Regions from separate parts of the Sus scrofa genome. Here region 1 is linked to region 2. A link is a contact called in public HiChIP or PLAC-seq data. All regions are on one chromosome and are shown on one strand. Each heading gives the region's core, a stretch centred on a gene start, on an enhancer-like site or on the middle of the called end of the contact. The rest is flanking DNA. Distances are from core to core; before and after follow the strand shown.

What was found. HiChIP or PLAC-seq counts read pairs in DNA pulled down with a chosen protein or histone mark.
Region 1: an H3K27ac HiChIP or PLAC-seq map of skeletal muscle shows a contact between it and region 2. The contact joins two enhancer-like sites. A contact is called at or near these places in 7 of 47 Hi-C or Micro-C datasets (embryonic fibroblasts, epiblast stem cells, liver and 1 more) and 1 of 2 datasets of contacts at active chromatin or transcription factors (skeletal muscle).

What each region holds. Positions count from the first base shown.
Region 1 is chr9:52,599,941-52,602,640 of Sscrofa11.1, forward strand. The region is part of intron 11 of PKNOX2 (homeobox protein PKNOX2); the gene reads left to right. Among named protein-coding and RNA genes, the nearest start is that of FEZ1, 71 kb to the right of the region's middle. Within about 2 kb of position 1,296, at least 2 of the 83 cell types and tissues checked have an H3K27ac peak or open chromatin away from gene starts, as enhancers often do. A contact at or near this core is called in skeletal muscle, where this site is marked.
Region 2 is chr9:52,534,119-52,536,818 of Sscrofa11.1, forward strand. The region is part of intron 5 of PKNOX2 (homeobox protein PKNOX2); the gene reads left to right. Among named protein-coding and RNA genes, the nearest start is that of FEZ1, 140 kb to the right of the region's middle. Within about 2 kb of position 1,288, at least 4 of the 83 cell types and tissues checked have an H3K27ac peak or open chromatin away from gene starts, as enhancers often do. A contact at or near this core is called in skeletal muscle, where this site is marked.

The DNA of each region.
Region 1 (2,700 bases), core at 46-2,545, 66 kb after region 2:
TAATACACAAAGCCGTGCATTTTAGTTCTTTGTGCTTTTCTCTGTATGCACAATTTTAAGTGGGGGAGGGGAATGGAAAAGAGAGGAATGGAAGAGCAAGGGCAGCTATAGCAGGAGACAGGGGTTCCTGGGGTGACTCCTGTGCCCCTCTCTATCCTAAACCACTCCTTTCTTCCTCTTTAGCATCTCCAAAGTCAGGTATGCCCTGCCACTGAGGGCATCTTAGATGTGATGAGATGTGACTGTTTCAAGGCTTCTCGCCATCCAGGCTGCCTTCCTCTGGCTGGTCTCTGTCCCCACCCCCCAGGTAGCCCCATGCTAAGAAGCCAGCAGACCACGTGACCACCATCGGTCAGGAGGCTGTGCTGACCCCAGTGCAGTGCTGGTCACAGTGGAAAAGTGAGAAAAGAAAGCCGGCTCCGAGCCCTGCTCCACAGGCAGCTCCAACTCATACCTGCAGGCTGCTGCCTCCTGCTTGTTGCTGCATGGGCTAGGAGGTGGGTGGACCATCTCAGGGTGGGCTTTGCATGAAAGAAGTGGCCAGGGGCCCATGAACCAGCCGGTTCAAGCTGCTTTCAAACCCGGGACCCTGCAAGGAACCCACTCTTCAGATGGAAAGATGCCTTCAGCTTCACTTTAACCCAGATGAAAGTTGAGTCATGGGGCCAAAGGGGGGTGTCAGGGAAAGAAGTTAGATGTCAGAGGAGCTTCCTGAGGACAACTGTGGTGCCATGAAACACCTACTCAGAATAAACACTTCCCTTCCCTGGAGACTGAAGTGTCAATGTCGTGGTGTCTGGGAGGCTATGCTGTGCAGAGTTGGTACAGCACATGTGCTTTGCCTGCGTCATCTCATTCAATCGTCCCTGAAGCCAAGGAGTAGGCACCATCTTGTTATTTCCGTGTTAGGCCAAGGAAGCGAAGGATGGCAGACCTAAAACAATAAATTGCCAAAGTCATACAGCAGGTGAAGTGGTGGGTGCAGGACTTGACCTCTCCTAAGGCCGTGCTCTTAACCACAAGCAGCACTGCCTGGTCCAATGAGGCCCCACGCTGGCCCTGAGAGGGATCTGCAGCGTTCTGGTCTATTCTGTATCTGTCCTAGAGGGCTGCTCGCTATGCCCTTCCCTCCCGATTCTAGAGGAGTTCCTCCAAATAGTGATCAGAGAGCAGGCATCAGGGCTTGATGGCTTTCCACTGTCTCACTGGATTCCCCTCCCCGCCCTTAGCCCCAAGCCTTTCCAATTGTGCTAAAAGTAGCGCTGACCGAACCGACAGCCATCCAGCAGCCAGGACTATTTTGACTCTGTCCTCAGGAATCATCTGGTCTGAGCCGTGTACAAGCTGGACTGCTCCCATGAGCACTCAGATGTGGTGCCAGGAACGTTCTGGCCACCACACCTGTCCCCAAAGGCTGCCACTCACCCCACCACGTGCCTCCTGAGAGGCTGGTCCCAGGAGGGGCAGGTGGTGGGACTTGCACCACAGGAGGATAGTGGTCTGTGTTCTTATTCATAAGAGACCAGCCCATTTCAGGGACACTGTCCATCATCCCTCTCCATTAAATGGGAGCACATTAACCTATGGATTTATGACATCCAGTGGTGGGAGAGATTTGCATCTGACTGGCTTGAACATAAGTCCTAGTGCGAGGCTCCTGCCAGGCAGGCCCAGGCCCTCCTCTACTAAGATGGCTTGACCCATTCTTCAAAGTCCAGCTGATGTCCCACCTCCCTAGGGAAGTCTCCCCTGACCTCCCTTGCCACCCCATGGGCACTCACACACTATGTTTTACTAGTGCTTTTGGCTTTTGCCTGCAGCCTTTCCCTCTAAGCCGTGAGCTCCTAAGGGCAGGTCTTTCACTTGCCGGCCCGAAGGATGTAGCAGCTTCCCGGCATCTGTGGGTGATGACGGGCACATTTGGCAAGGCCGGCCTAGCTCTCACAGGAGACAAGTCAGCCAGCTCCTTCTCATGCTGCTCCACTCATCTGTTTCATACACGAATGCAGAATACTACTCTGCCTCTTACTAATTGAGACACTGGAGATACAAGGCCTACTAAGATGGGGTCCCTGACTGAGAGCAACTCCCAGGATAGTGGGAGACATGGATAACTATAGAGAGGGCTAAAGGTAATTATTCAAATGCCCCAGTGACCAGCTTTGCCCTGGGAGTGGGAAAAGGCCTCACAGAGGACTTGATCTCTGATAGGTCTTTGCAGAAGCTCAGAAACACAAGCAGTGAAAAAGTGGGAGAAAGAGCATTCCAGAGGAGGGAACCGCATGTGCAAAGGGATGAAGGCACGAAGGCACAAAGAGCCTTAGGAGGGCCCGGGAAGGCCAACAAGTGGCCATATTTTTTACTGTGTTCTCAGACCAGCTCATCATGAAGAGAAGCCCAAGGAGATGGCGAGTCCGTGGAGCACGGGGCTTGAGGGGGTAGTGCTTGGCCACCACCCTCCCCTGAATGTGCCAGAACACACCGAGCCCCTCTTCTTCTGTCCCTGAGGCCTGCAGTCTCTCCTCCCCACCTCTCTCTGTTCCTTCCCAGTTAGGATGAAATTGGCTCCTGTGACACTGATATGCTTGCCTTCTTGTTAGAATCTTAATATTATATGGATCCCAAGTCCTGGCTACCTTGGTGTGGTGGTCAGGGTCAGAGGTGTGAATTAAAACAGCACATGATCCTGATTGCTTCCGT
Region 2 (2,700 bases), core at 38-2,537:
ATGACTTATGATGGGTGATATGGAAAGGGTTTTGGCAATTCACCCAGGATGCTGCCACATTATTGACCAGAGGGAGGCAAGACAGGCAAAGTCAGGACTCCCAGTACAGGACCAGTGTGGGAAGCTAACTTCAGAAGGAAGTCACACATTTGCTTGGGACTCTCCACTCCCTCCCTCCTCCCACAACCCTCAGAGCCAGGTGAATGGCGTCCAGGACCGCAGGACACTATGCCAGGAGATGTGGGGTCAAGATGATGCTGTCCCATGAATCCCACACCCAGAAGGCTAAGGCTGGGCCAGCCGGGTTGGGGAGGGCATCTCTCTTGCCCCCTGAGCACCTTCTTTCCCTCCCTATCCCAGCATCCTTCCCCCTCTGGGTGGAACCAGGGAAGCAGACATCTGGGGAAGCTGGACAGGCTTTGATCAGTTGTTAGGATCCTTAGGCTGATTTCATTAACTGGAGGTGGAGGGGGCATGGCCAGGCCCGTACTATGAATGCCCACTCCCCCTTCCAGGCCATGCAGCTGGGATGGCAGAAGCGGGTTCAGATGTTTTCACACTTTCCATTCCTCTCATCCCTTTAAGGGCTGGAGCCCCCTGCCTTGCAGGGCCTTCTGCTCAGCTGCCGGTCAGACACATTTGCTCTGCCGCAAATAGAGTTAATTCCACCGCTTTGAAAGTCCCCCTAAGCCTTTTCTGTGGCTGTGATTGACGGCCCCCTCTGCCCCTGGGGCCAACACCCAGGGACCATATGGGTGACCTGCCTTCTCTCACTTTGACTCATCAAAACCCACTCCTCTCTTTCTTTTTTTTTTTTATTTTCTGCTGGGCCTTTCTTCTCTTTGTGCATGGTGACCTCTCTCCCCGGCCTGCTTGGGCCACCCATGTCTTTAAACTGGACGTGTCCCTGAACTCCAACTCACTCGGACCTGGATTCTTGGTTGTAGCAAAGGGTAAAAGAGCCTTCGGGTCTGACTGTGGGACCTTTATGCCTCACTTAGGTGATGCTGAACCATCAACTGGACTTTGCTAGAAGAAATACTTACTCTTGTGGCCCTGCCTAGGGTTTTTATTTGATGAACCTACCTGAAATCTTATATTTACCAAGAACACAGACATGTTATTGTCTATCCCTTGGCCTCCAAGAAGGATGAGTGCTCTAAACAGCTACAAAAATAGTTAATGGCCCAAGCAGCCAAAGCTTAAAATAAATCAGGGAACAGGTGATCCGTCAGCAGCGGGCCTGAGGCACTGGAACCCTTTGGCCCCCCCTTTCCGGTCGATCTTCTAGGAGCTCCAATGACTGCGTGGCTTGCGGGAGGGGGATGGGTGAGCCCAGCAGGCAGTGCGGGTTGTCCTTGGAGTTTGAGGAGGAGGAAGAGTGGGGTGATCCAACTCAGTGGGGTAGAAGTTCAGAAATCCTTGGCCTGTCCCACTCTGCAGCTGATGAAATCTACAAATTTGGGCAAGTAGTTGCAGTACTATTTCTTACATTCACTCAACCATATAATAAATACCAAGTGCTTTCTGTGGGTCTTGCAGACACTTGTACTACAGGCCAGGGGTACAAAGTGAATATTTCCCACCCTAATGGAACTTATATTCCATTCTGGGCCTTTCTCCGTTGGTAAAATAGGAATGACTTCTTCCCTCCCTGCCTCTCGGGGCTGTTGAGAGTGTGGGCATGAACAGTACAATGGTGTTTTCCAGCTTTCTTTCACCCATGACCCTAACATTGATTTTTCACTCTATCTTCTGTACGTCTCTGGTAGCCAAGATTGGATTGAACTTTAATTACTCCCCTTTTTATTGAGAACACAATAGGCATATCAAATATGTGTTTCTAGCTATAAACATCCCCCTCCCGACCCAACACAAACACACACACCCTAAAGGACTGTTATACAGAGAGGGGTCCTCCAGAGATGGACTGAAAGATGGGGAGCAGACAGTGCCCAGGAAAGTACACCAAGCTGGGATGTGAAGGGCTCAGATCCCAGTCTACACCCCCACCCTGGCAGGGCAGGCAGGGCCAGTGGACATTTTCAAGCCTCATTTTGTAAACCAAACCCTTTTAAATTAATTAATTGATTAAGACTCCCATTTTACACTAAGTAACTTTCCCAAAGTGTGTTCTGCCTGGTCCTTCCTGGAATCAGAATGTAGGTGGCCCAGGCCTGCTGGTCCAGGAGCCTCTTTGAGCTGAATGGGTCCTCCCTGGCCCTGCCACCAGCCCTTCCTCCCCCTGGGCCAACTGGCTTGGGAGATATTTGGAGGAGCCATGGTTGACTCCTCTGCATTTTGGATCAGTGAGCCTTTTAACACATCACTCTTTCATTTCCTCATTGTCAGTCATTCAGTCATTTAACAAACACACTGGGAGCCTACTGGAGCTAGACATGGTGCTGGGAGCTGGGAGCCCAGTCCACTCAGGGAGATAGACAAATGAGGGCCCTGACGTGTTACAGGTGATAAGGTTCGATGTACCTGCAGATGCGGCAGGGGTCAAAGCTACCTGGGACAGGGGGTGGTGGAGAATTGGGAACGGCTTCCCTGAAGAGGTGATGTTCCCTCTAACTGAGTCCTGAAAGATGGGTAAGTTTACACGTGGTTAGGAGGGAGGCAGGGTGTGGAAGTGTGGACACATCCTGCTGAGGCAGCCGTGGGAGCAAAGGCGTGGAGATGTAAATCATTGGCGTG